Regions from separate parts of the Sus scrofa genome. Here all the other regions are linked to region 3. Evidence: chromatin contacts called from public HiChIP or PLAC-seq data. All regions are on one chromosome and are shown on one strand. The core of a region is the stretch at or near the end of the contact, and the rest is flanking DNA. Distances in the headings are between cores, read along the strand shown. Region 1 overlaps RBMS2 (RNA-binding motif, single-stranded-interacting protein 2). Region 2 holds the start of MYL6B (myosin light chain 6B). Region 3 holds the start of PAN2 (PAB-dependent poly(A)-specific ribonuclease subunit PAN2).

Region 1 (3,828 bases), core at 1,255-3,754, 200 kb after region 3:
CTGGACACACATCCCTTTGACACCCAGGCAGCTGGTTGAGAGGGACGGACTGAGGTCCTTGAATTTACCCCAGGCTTTGAGCTTGGCACCTCTGTGTACAGCAAGAGCTTCTTTGAAAAGTTTGTGCTGTTGTGCACATGCCACAGGCACACACACACTCAGAGCTATCAGGATGGGGACTGTTCGGTGGGTGCTGTGCAGGGCAGGAGAGGACAGAGCTCTTTGTTAATTGTCCAGAGCAACCTGCCCTGGTGTGTTTGGGCCCCTTTTCCAGGGAGCTAGGATAGAAAAGGTCCATAAATCCCTTTTCACTATCTACATGGTCAGGAGTCCTTCCCCCAAAAAGGCTCTGTTTTGCTCTTTAACTCCGTCGCCTCCAAGACCTGACTCTGCACATGGAGACAGGTAGGAGGAAACTTGTGCCCATCTTCTAGAAAATAAGATCTTGTGCCGTCTCTTCCCAGTCATTCCTTCTATACTGAAAGGAGGGTTCTGCTCCCCTTCACTTCAAGGTCAGGTGCCTTTCCTCCAGTCAGTCAGACAGAAAGCTGGGTGATGGAGTACAGAGCACCAGGGCCTTCCATGAGGCCGGCTGTAGGGAGAGGGCGATGATGCTGGGTGGGAAGAAGCTGTGGTATCAGTTGTACATTGAGCTTGGGCCCCACTTTCCCTTCCCTCCACCCACCCCAGAGTTGAGAGTCCCTGTGCCTCAAGTGTCCTTTTGTACATCCCTGGGGCAGGGCTTGGGAACAATATGTAGGACAAAAAGTGTAAAGGACAAAATTGCCGCTATTAATTTTCTCATGGGTACTTCCAATCTCAGGATTTCCCTAATGTCAAACAGCCCCATGCCCAGTAACCTTCTAGAAGGGTTTGTCTGGGCAGGTAGCTCTTGTTTCTGAGCTGTCTCTAGCCCTTAGTGAAGCCCATAGATTTCTTGCAGTGGCCTTGAAGAAAAGGAGAAGAATCTAGAATCCTAGTAACTTAATCCATAGTAGTTTGGGGAAGCCTTGCTTTGCTAGGTTTAGTGAAATTAGGGCCTTTCATGTGTAGAAACTGTTCATATCACTGCTGCCCCTCCTCTGCCTTCCAGAATTCCTAGTTCTGTCTACTTTCTCCATATTTAAATGTTTATATGGCTGTGGTTTTCTTTGTTTTACAATTCCAAAGTTACTTTTTGTGTGTTCTCTTCATGTGAATCTGCATAATGGATTCTGTTAGGAGTTCTGGTTTGGGCAGGCTTGGGCATGGGAAATGATGGAGAGCCTGGAGTTATTTTTGAAGTGGTTCATGGCATCGTGGAATTTCATTTGGGTATTTTGGGGATACACTCATGATATTTTTTCCCTAGTTGTTCTTTTTTTTTTTTGGGTGCACCCATGGCATGTGGAAGTTCCCAGGCCAGGGATCGAACTTGCACCACAGCAGTGACACCACCAAACCCTTAACCCACTCTGCCACAAGGGAGCTTCCTTTAAGTTCATTTTTAACAATTCTTAACATGGGTGAGTGATTGGAGAAAGGAGAGGAGGAATGAGGGATATTTTTTTTCTCATGAAATAGTGCAATGGTGGAAGAGTAATTGTGGAGAGTAGCCTTCAAGCTCACAGCCTAGAGCTGGGCTCTTTAAGCACTATGGCTGTGAAGTACCCACTTGGTAATAGCAGGTTAAGGAGTCAGCATTGCCACAGCTGTTGCAACTGAGGCACAGGTTTGATCCCTGGCCTGGGAATCTTTTCATGCCACAGATGCAGCCAAAAATCCACCCACCCCACCCCCGCAACATCATAAGCTCTGTCTTCTTGGAGCCCAGGTCATACCCTCTCTGTACTTCACATTTCACCCCCACTCATTACAGATGCTCACAACAGTCTTAAAATATTCTAGTACTTTGTGTTTTTCTATTTTCAGTCAAATAGAACGTATCAGAATCCCTCTCTCAGATGATGTATTCCTTTACTAGGCTCAGAGCCTGTTTGTCCCATCTCATACTAGTGCTATTACTGTTCCCTTCTCAACTCTGAGATGACACTCAACCCTGAGGCTAATTAGACTTTTTGGAAGAGGATGTAGGTCGAGGTTAGGGAAGATGTGGAAATGATGATGGGGAGACATGTTGTTTTTAAAGAGTGTTTTTAACCAAAGAATTTGGAGACACCCAGACTAGGAAGCCTGGTGCCTCTGAAGAAGTAATAAATAGCCCTTGTCAGTAACAGATGGGGTTCGCAGGGGACATTGCTTGCACTGAGGGTGACGACTAGCCTTTGCTGCCCTACCAACCTCCCTCACATTGGGCCACCTCAGCCCAGTTCCATTCTTCCTTTCCTGACTCATCACTGAGCTCATTCGGCCCTTCAGTGTCTGCAGTGCTCATTCTCTGCCACTTGAGTGTCATCCTTTTGGGGGCCCACTCCAAAAAGGCGCAGTGAGAACCCTTCCTGGAATAGAATGATCCAGGGATCCCGACAGTAGAATCTATGAGGGGGCGGAAATCTGCTCTCTTGTGCACTTGCCCCACCTTCTGGGAGAGCAGCAGCATTGCATTTATGAGAGGGCTGCTTTGACCTTCTCTGCCTAGAGCAGTAAACTTGCCTGGGAGACCAGGTCTAACTAAACCTGTCCCCAGACTTGCTAGATCGGCTCAGAGAGGGTGGGTTATTATGAAAGTCAGTCTGTAAGGACTAGCTCTTAAATCTTGTGCCTTATCACACTAATCCTTCCTCATTCCCTCTTAAACTAACTACTCCATTTCTGTGCTACTACCTTTAGGCCCTTCCAAGCATTAGTTGAACCCTCAGGTTTACTCAGCTTACCCACTCCTTTTGTAGAATGGTCTTCCTGCAGCAACTGAGACAGGCCTGTGAGCTCTATCACCATTCCCACCTTTGCTCAATGCTGTACCTCCCTAGGGGTGGTCCCCAACTATAGTAATGAGAAAGCTAGGTGCCGTCTCACCCCACTTAGCACTGCTCCTTCTCTCTGGCCTATCCACTTCCATTTTGAATAAACCTTCATTCTCCAGACACATCCCCAGATCTTCCTTGTCCTTGTTACAGATCTACCTCACAGTGTTACAGTTCAACAAGGGCACAAGCACCTGGTTTACTCTTTCCTTCCTTTACTCTGTTTTTCCCTTCATGAAGGTTAGGAAGCTGGGGGCTAGAAAGGGCTCATAGTCAAATGTAAAAACTCTTTTGGTTATTTCTTTTTTTTTTTTTTTAATCACTGCTACAAACCCATGCCCTATTTCATGAGTGCATTTAAGATTAAATAATTTTTTATTCCATTAACTTTGTCAGTCTTTTTTTTTTTTTTTTGGCTTTTTGTCTTTTTAGGGCTGCACCCATGGCGTATGGAGGTTCCCAGGCTAGGGGTCTAATTGGAGCTACAGCTGCTGGCCTACGCCAGAGCCACAGCAACGCCAGATCCAAGCCACGTCTGCGACTACACCACAGCTCATGGTAATGCCCACTGAGCGAGGCCAGGGATGGAGCCCGCAACCTCACCTAGTTGGACTGTTTATGCTGTGCCACGACAGGGACTCCTCTTTTGGTTATTTCTACTTCTGAAATATCTTACGAGATTTTTACCTCATTTATCACTCCAGAATAGTGTAGACTCTTCAGTTAGGTTTTGCTGTGGTAGGCCAGGGGGTAGGGTAGCCCAAGTAATAACTACCTAGGATATTAACTAATGCTTGGAAGGCACCCCCAGGAACAATGACACTGGAGCAGAGCTCAGAACCTGAGAGGCTGAGAGAGTTGGCCAGTTAGTGGCTGTCATTCTGCTGAGAAGGTAAGCATGCACTCAGGGCTGAAAGCAGAGATG
Region 2 (3,642 bases), core at 385-2,884, 180 kb before region 3:
TGGGAACTCCATATGCTAAACCCATCGTGTTTTATAAAGATTAACACACTGAATACTCCCAACAGCACTGTAGGTACCCACTACCTACAGGATAGGTATTACTATTATTTTATAGATGAAGGAACTTAGGCACAGTAAGATATATAAACTTGCTGGAGGTAAGTACCTTGAAGACCCTAGATTCAAATTTAAGTAGGCTGGGAGTTCCCGTTGTGTTTAAGTGGAAATGAACCCGACCAGTATCCATGAGGATGTGCATTCGATCCCTGGCCTCACTCAGTGGGTGGGGATCCGGGGTTGCCATGAGCTGCAGTGTAGGTCACAGACAAAGCTCAGACCCCGAGCTGCTGTAGCTGCGGTGTAGGCCGGCAGCTGGAGCTCCGATTCCACCCCTAGCCTGGGAACCTCCATATGATGCAGATGTGGCCTAGAAAAAAAACAAAACAAACAAACAAACAAAAATTAAGTAGCCTGAAAAAGAACTCAAAACAATAGCAAATAAAACATCACATTTAAGCAGGCTAGTCTGAATCCACACTCTTTAGCACCCTCTATGGTTCATGCAGTACCTGCTCTGTGGAGACCTTCAGAAATGGTTGCTAACACCCTCCACCTCCTCATCGGTTATTGTTTTTATTATACAATCCATTTCTACTCTTCCAAAAAGCCTTCCCCAACCAGCCAACATCAATTCTGCACTGCCCATTAAGTTCATTTATGCCTCACTCTTCTGACCTCTTGTGGGCTTTCTACTCCCACCCACTGCCTGCAAGCAAGCCCGTGCAAGCCCCAATCTCCAGCATGGTATGCACCTTCAGGGCATTTACTCTTCCATCTAGTAGTAGATCAGTGGGGCTGGGCTGGTTCCTTACCAGCCCAAAGGAGACCTTTCAAAAGCATCTTGGGGGATGTACAACACAGAGAATATAACCAATATTTATAACTATTAATGGAGTACATACAACCTACCTGAAACAGAATATTCTGTACCAACCATACCTCAATTAAACACAAACAAGGAGTTCCCTCTGTGGCTCAGCAGGTTAAGGACACGACGCTACCTCTGTGAGGAGGCAGGTTCAATCTCTGGGCTCACTCAGTGAGTTAAGGATCCAGTTTTGCCACAGGTGATGTAGGTAGCAGATGCAGCTCGGATCCCTGTTGCCCTGGCTGTGGAACAGGCCTCAGCTGTAGGTCCAATTGGACCCCCCCCCCTCGCCTGGGAACTTCAATGTGCCACAGGTGCGACCATTAAAAAAAAAAAAAATCTAAAAAACAACCAGCCATCCACGGGAAAGAGATGTCCAATGCTGGGCAGAGATGTCTCAGAGTCAAGAGCTGGAGAACGCAGGCCTCCACTCCAAAGAGACCTGTGAAGAACAGAAAGGGTGCCTGATGCATACGCGGCCGCAGAATGGAGAAACTTCAACTCGGACTGCGGCAGGTTAGCCGGCTTAATTCCAAATTTTAACGTTTACTTCAACTACCAGTTCACTTCAAACAAACAACTTTACTGTTCCAAGTCATACAGCCACTCAATGGCCTCTATTTTCTACCGAACTGCAACAGGAAGCTAAACTGACCTAACCACTCGGCCCGGGGCCGTTAAGTGCTTCCTGAGCTACCTGACCTTCTATCTGAGCCTGGGGCAGCTACAACCCTTCCGCTGCTTCCGCGTTCTCACAGCGAACTCAGGAAAACAGCTCCGCCCACACTAAACAGTGAACTCAGGGCCAAACAAGGGAGATATTCTGAAGGGCCGCGCACGTTTTGAGAGTCAGTGAAAAGTACTTTTTCCGGGATAAGAAACGCGCCCCAAACATACTGAGTCACCAACCGCCGCTTCGGGCCGGAAGCCACCGCACTAACACCGCCCCCCTTACGTAGTTAAGCGGAGTTTCCCGTGAGCCTCCGGGCGCGCGCGAGGACTACGATTCCCGGCATGCTCGGTGGCTGGCGAAATTAACCCTTCAGGGACTGCGGCTGCCCTTCGCCCCGCCTCCTCCTCTTACCTGGACCCCTCAGGGTGAGTTTTTGGGGCTTTGGGGAGGGACTCTTTCCTTTATTTAATATTTAGGGTGTGTGTATGTGAGTGTGTGTGTGTGTGGTGTGTGTGTGTGAGAGAGAGAGAGAGAGAGAGAGAGAGTGATGTGCTTATTTTCCTAAAATGAGGCAATTGGCAGTAATGAGATTCAGAGACTTTTTTGGAGTGGGAGACCCAGCATCAACTCTCTGAACCCCAGGACCTAAGTGGGATCACTCTTATCTTCCTCGGAATGCTGTTTAAATCGTCTCTTTCTTTAACCCCAGAACAAAACTAGCCAGTGACGCCCCCCCCCCCACCCCATATGCCCGGACTTCGACTCTACCCCAGCGCTCCCAGCAAGGTTTGTAATCTGGCAACCTAGTCTGGAGGTTTTATTATCCCTCTGGTTGGGAATGAGTACTCATGGAGGCCAAAGGGCCTCCCACGTCCTTTTGGATTAGAGATTTTAGAAATTAAGCCCTTTGCCTCTCAGAGCCTGCCCTTCCCCCCAGGTGCAAGGAGCCCCTGCAGGTTCAGACACCCTACTTGTGTCTGACCTGAATGACCATAGGTTTGTGGACAAGTGTTCCTTCCTTGGGAGTATGGATGGTGGGTGTTAAACTGTCCTTGCCCGCATCCCCGCTCCTTAAACGTTTAACACTGGGTACAGGAACAATCGGAGGGGGAGGTCACACTCTTCTCTTACTATTCTGTCTCTATTTTGTACACAGTTCCAGTTCTGGGCTGGCAGGAAGAGGGTTAGAGAATTACAGTATTCAGGATTATGAAGCTGTGGGATCCACTATCCCTGCTTCTCATCCATGGTCAGAGAGGAGCAGAGAGTCTGCTTGTTTTTTTCACCTTTCACTACTCCCAGACCCCACTTTAACAATCACAGTTCACAAGGCCCCCATCCCTGCTTCAGCCTTCAAGAGTCTAAAGCTGCTAGGAAAAAGGGCTCTTCTGAGTCAGAGGGTTGAGGGCATTGAATGCCTGGATCTCCTTCTTTGCCTCACCCCTATTTTACTGTTTGTCACTGGCAAGCATCCTATCCTCACCCCGGAGGTTAACTCCCCCATTCTGGGCAGTCTCTGGCTTCCTCCCCCTGCCCCCAAAGGGGCCATTGTTCTGGTCAGCATTTGGGGCCAGGTGGACAGAAGGGAGAAGACCTTGGGGCAGGAGTCCTGAACCATAGGAGGCCAGGGGAGTGAGGGCAGGCCAGCATATCTCTCCTCTATCTCACCCTCCCCATCGCCAACTGGCTCCCTGCCCCTGCCCCCGCCCCTTGACATCCCAGACTCCCTGGCTATTTAAACAGAGATGGGTGCCCCCATCGGCACACTGTCCTTTGGCCACCGGACATCATGCCTCCCAAGAAGGATGTTCCCGTTCCCGTGAAGAAACCAGTGGGGCCCCCTAACCCCAAGCCTGCTGCGCCTGCTGCCAAGCCAGCAGCAGGGGCCCCTCCAGCCAAGCCACCACCAGCGTCAGCGTCAGCGCCAGCACCAGCACCAGCACCAGCACCAGCTGTCCCTTCAGCCTCTGCGAAGATCCAGGAGCCCCCCGTCGATCTCTCCAAAGTGGTGGTGAGTCCCTGGAAAGTGAGAAAAGAATTT
Region 3 (3,664 bases), core at 181-2,680:
AACCCCTAGCCTGGGAACCTCCATATGCCTCGGGAGCGGCCCAAGAACCAAGAAATAGCAACAACAACAAAAAAGACAAAAGACAAAAATAAATAAATAAATAAATACTCTTTCTCTCTCTCAAGACAAGTAGACCTTCATAAAATCACCCAAGAATTTAGACTTCCAGGATTCTGTAAGGAAGGGGTCTTAGACTTAGTCAGATGTCATAGACCTCAGAGAAAAACACCTTAACTCAGAGAGGGTCCCTAGATTTAACATCTTACAAAGGAGTTCCTGTTATGGCTCAATGGTAATGAACCCGTCTAGTAACCATTAGGATGTGGGTTCGATCCCTGGCCTCAGTCAGTGGGTTAAGTGTCCGATGTTGCTGTGAGCTGTGGTGTAGGTCACAGACCTGCATTACGGTGGCTATGGCATAGGCCAGCAGCTGCAGCTCTGACTTGAAACCTATCCTGGGAACTTCCATATGCCACACGTGTGGCCTTAAAAAAATAAAATCTTGCAAAAAAGATGAGTGCTGAGAAACAGGGACAGTTTTTTACGGTTGAGAAATTTACATATTGAAGTCTCAAATTAAGAGAAACTTGGGGGTTCCTGTTGCGGCACAGTGGAAACGAATCCAGCTAGTATCCATGAGGATGCAGGTTTGTTCCCTGTCCTCGCTCAGTGAGTTGGGGATCTGGCATTGCCGTGAGCTGTGATGTAGGTTGTAGACACGGCTCAGATCCTACGTTGCTGTGGCTGTGGCGTAGGCTGGCAACTACAGCTCTGATTCGACGCCTAGTCTGGGAACATGGGAACTTCCATATGCCGCAGGTGTGGCCCTTAAAAAAAAAAAAATTAGGAGAAACTTCACAATGAGAATTACAGGGCCTGAGGTACCAGAGACACCTGAGTTAAATGGTCTACTTTAGTAGTTCCCATTGCGGTTCAGTGGAAATGAACAGGACGAGTATCCATGAGGATGCAGTTTCAATCCCTGGCCCCATTCAGAGTGTTAAAGATCCAGCGTTGCCTCCAGCTGTGGTGCAGGTCATAGACAAAGCTTGGATCTGGTGTTGCTATGGCAGTGGTGTAGGCTGGCAACTGCAGCTCAGATTCAACCCCTAGCCCAGGAAGTTCCATATGCCATGTGTGTGGCCCTAAAAAGACTAAATAAAGAAATGAGCTACTTTTTTTAGGGTGTTCAGTGTCTGCTTCACAGTGTCCATTAGAATGGAACAACTGAGAATGCAGGACCTGAAGTCTGCACTGTAATTCTGTCCAGTTAGTTGGAGGACCATTCTGTGGTCTTAGGCAAGTTACTTACCTCTGCACCTCAGTTTCCTCATCTGTAATATGGGGATAATAATACCTTGTTGGGTTATGGGAAATAAATGATTTTAATACATGAAAAGTGCTTAAATCAAGTACCTGGCTTAAAGTGAGATAAGCCGTCATTATTAACCAATTGGGGAAACTTCAACTGGATTTGGCATCTGGGGATCCAACTGGAAAGGCCTGCTTGGGAGTGTCTTGTCAATGTAGTTTGCATAACGGTTGAGGTCCTGCTGACGTCAAGGGCTCCTTGCAGCTCCAGGTCAGATCTAGTCCTGGAAGTAGTTCCTGTTACAGAACAGTCCCACAATTGCCCCGCCAACCTTGCTTCCTATCCAACTCCCGAAGCACCAGGAAGTGAAACAAAGCCCCGTGCCTCCAACTCACCCTTGTCCCTCTCATCCCATCCCCCAGGGCTCCACTTCCTCCTCCTCCTTTTCACCTTCCATCTCCTATCCTAAAGGGCTCCCAGAATGGGAACCAGAGGTGGGAAAAGCATGGGACACATTATACAAACCTGAGGTGAGCTCTCCTACCCCCACCCAACCTCAATTTCCTTATTCCATGTGTATCCACCGATGTAAAGAAAGGCAAACCATTTCTCCTTCAAACTGAGGTAATCTCTCTGATGCTGGAAATGTTTTACCTAAAGGATGGATTTACCACAGAGTCATATTTGAATCTGTAATTTCATTGGGCAGTTCTGAATAGTCCTAAGGGAAGGGAGACCTCTGTCAAGTGTAAGTTTTTCAGAGAAAAAGGATCAAGCTGTTGGGAAGGCTTTGGGAGCTATCTGTGTGGTCATCCATGGCCTCATTCTGACGTCCAAATTGTCCTGGGACCCTCCACTGGGGTTGGGGCAGTCCCAGATTTGGACCACCCTCCACACCCACGCCCAACCTCACAGTCTCAGCTGTTTCACTTAATGTTGCATCAGGGATGGTGATGAAATCAGTATCAGTGGATTTTACCCACGGATGCAACAGGCTGAAGGACTGAGCCGGGGTCACTGACATTGTGCACCTTCAACCACCCAGAACTCCTGGACTTCTAGCCACGGGGAAGGGGCTGGGTATTGGAATGACAGTTGGATTTCTAGCCTTGGCTTATACTGCCCCCCCCACGCCCCCGCCCCAAATCACCTGAATTCCACAGAGCCCATGAAATTTGGGCCACTAAAGTTGAGCAGTCAGATGGTTCTTAGCAACAGCTCTCGCCCTCCCATAGCCCTCCTATCCTCCAAAGTGAGGCCTGAGGTGAGGGAAAAATAATACCTTATACTGAACTTATGTGGCTTCATAGTTCACAAAGTGCTTTCATATCCATTCTCTCCCAGTGGAAATCAAAATGTTCCCAATAGAGAAGAAAAAGCCCCCTTATTCTTAGATTGAGGGCATCAGGTGGGGACCAAACTTCATTCCAAACTCAGCTAACCATCCTATTAAGAGATGAACGCATGCTTCTGTTTTGGTTTTTACTCAGGCAGGAGGAGATGAGGAAATTAGTTTTGAAGGGAGGGAAGATATCGCTCTGGAGGCAAAAAGATGTGGGAAAGGTTAAACAGGAAGGAACTTAAGACTAGATTCATTTAAATATTTGTTACACCCACCCCTACCCTTTTCCACAGCCACTTTGATTCCTGGAGAGCATTACACACAAGTCCCATCCCAGGCCTCCAGCCACAGCAACCACACGATTCATTTCCCCTGGAACTGAGGCTGCTTACCTGGGCTCTCCACGGAGGGGGATGATGCAGGGAGGGGAATCCCACCTGCTGTGAGTCACCTGCTAGTATAAAGGGCGGGTTTTACGATGCAGGGACCTTAAAAAGAGACTCAGAGACAAGAGAAAATCTACAGGAAGCAGCTCAGAAACTCGGTGAACAACAGAGGGATCCAAACCAGAGGTGCGCAGAACAGGCTCAGAGCAAGAAGTGACAGAGACTCCACAGGGACTGAAAGGAACGGAACCAGCCAGATCTGAAAAGCAGGCAAGGAGATGCTGGGAAGCAGAGCTGTGATGCTGATGCTGCTGCTGCTGCTACTGCCCTGGACCTCTCAGGGCCGGGCTGTGCCTGAGGGCAGCAGCCCTGCTTGGGCTCAAGGCCAGCAGCTCTCACAGCAGCTCTGCACGCTGGCCTGGACTGCACATCTACCAATGGGACATGTGGTGAGTGGCAACCTCTGGGACCAAACAGAAGCCTATCTAAGCTCTCCAAGGCTGCAGTGGGAGACTGAGGCCTGGGGTGGAAGCTGGAGGGTTAAAGGCCATCAGGAGGTAAGAGAGGACGGGAAGCAGGGATCTAGGGAGAGTCACTGCCTGAGGATCCAGGTGGGGTTTGAAG

What was found. HiChIP or PLAC-seq counts read pairs in DNA pulled down with a chosen protein or histone mark.
Region 1: an H3K27ac HiChIP or PLAC-seq map of alveolar macrophages shows a contact between it and region 3. The contact joins the enhancer-like site here to the promoter of PAN2 in region 3. A contact is called at or near these places in 3 of 5 promoter capture datasets (fetal liver, fetal skeletal muscle and liver), 8 of 47 Hi-C or Micro-C datasets (embryonic fibroblasts, epiblast stem cells, fibroblasts and 3 more) and 2 of 2 datasets of contacts at active chromatin or transcription factors (alveolar macrophages and skeletal muscle).
Region 2: a contact with region 3 is called in an H3K27ac HiChIP or PLAC-seq map of alveolar macrophages. The contact joins the promoter of MYL6B here to the promoter of PAN2 in region 3. A contact is called at or near these places in 1 of 5 promoter capture datasets (liver) and 1 of 2 datasets of contacts at active chromatin or transcription factors (alveolar macrophages).

What each region holds. Positions count from the first base shown.
Region 1 is chr5:21,929,322-21,933,149 of Sscrofa11.1, forward strand. It overlaps RBMS2 (RNA-binding motif, single-stranded-interacting protein 2), which reads left to right. Exons shown (of 17, transcript XM_021092894.1): 17 at 1-3,828. It overlaps BAZ2A (bromodomain adjacent to zinc finger domain protein 2A), which reads right to left. Exons shown (of 29, transcript XM_001927752.7): 29 at 3,206-3,828. Among named protein-coding and RNA genes, the nearest start is that of BAZ2A, 52 kb to the right of the region's middle. Within about 2 kb of position 2,505, at least 12 of the 83 cell types and tissues checked have an H3K27ac peak or open chromatin away from gene starts, as enhancers often do. A contact at or near this core is called in alveolar macrophages, where this site is marked.
Region 2 is chr5:21,552,717-21,556,358 of Sscrofa11.1, forward strand. MYL6B (myosin light chain 6B) reads left to right here and starts at 1,635. Exons shown (of 8, transcript XM_003126266.3): 1 at 1,635-2,026; 2 at 3,345-3,612. The coding sequence starts at 3,391. LOC106507496 (a long non-coding RNA gene) reads right to left here and starts at 1,750. Exons shown (of 5, transcript XR_002344288.1): 1 at 1,281-1,750.
Region 3 is chr5:21,729,098-21,732,761 of Sscrofa11.1, forward strand. PAN2 (PAB-dependent poly(A)-specific ribonuclease subunit PAN2) reads right to left here and starts at 1,431. Exons shown (of 20, transcript XR_002344302.1): 1 at 1,417-1,431. IL23A (interleukin 23, alpha subunit p19) reads left to right here and starts at 3,319. Exons shown (of 4, transcript NM_001130236.1): 1 at 3,319-3,489. The coding sequence starts at 3,319.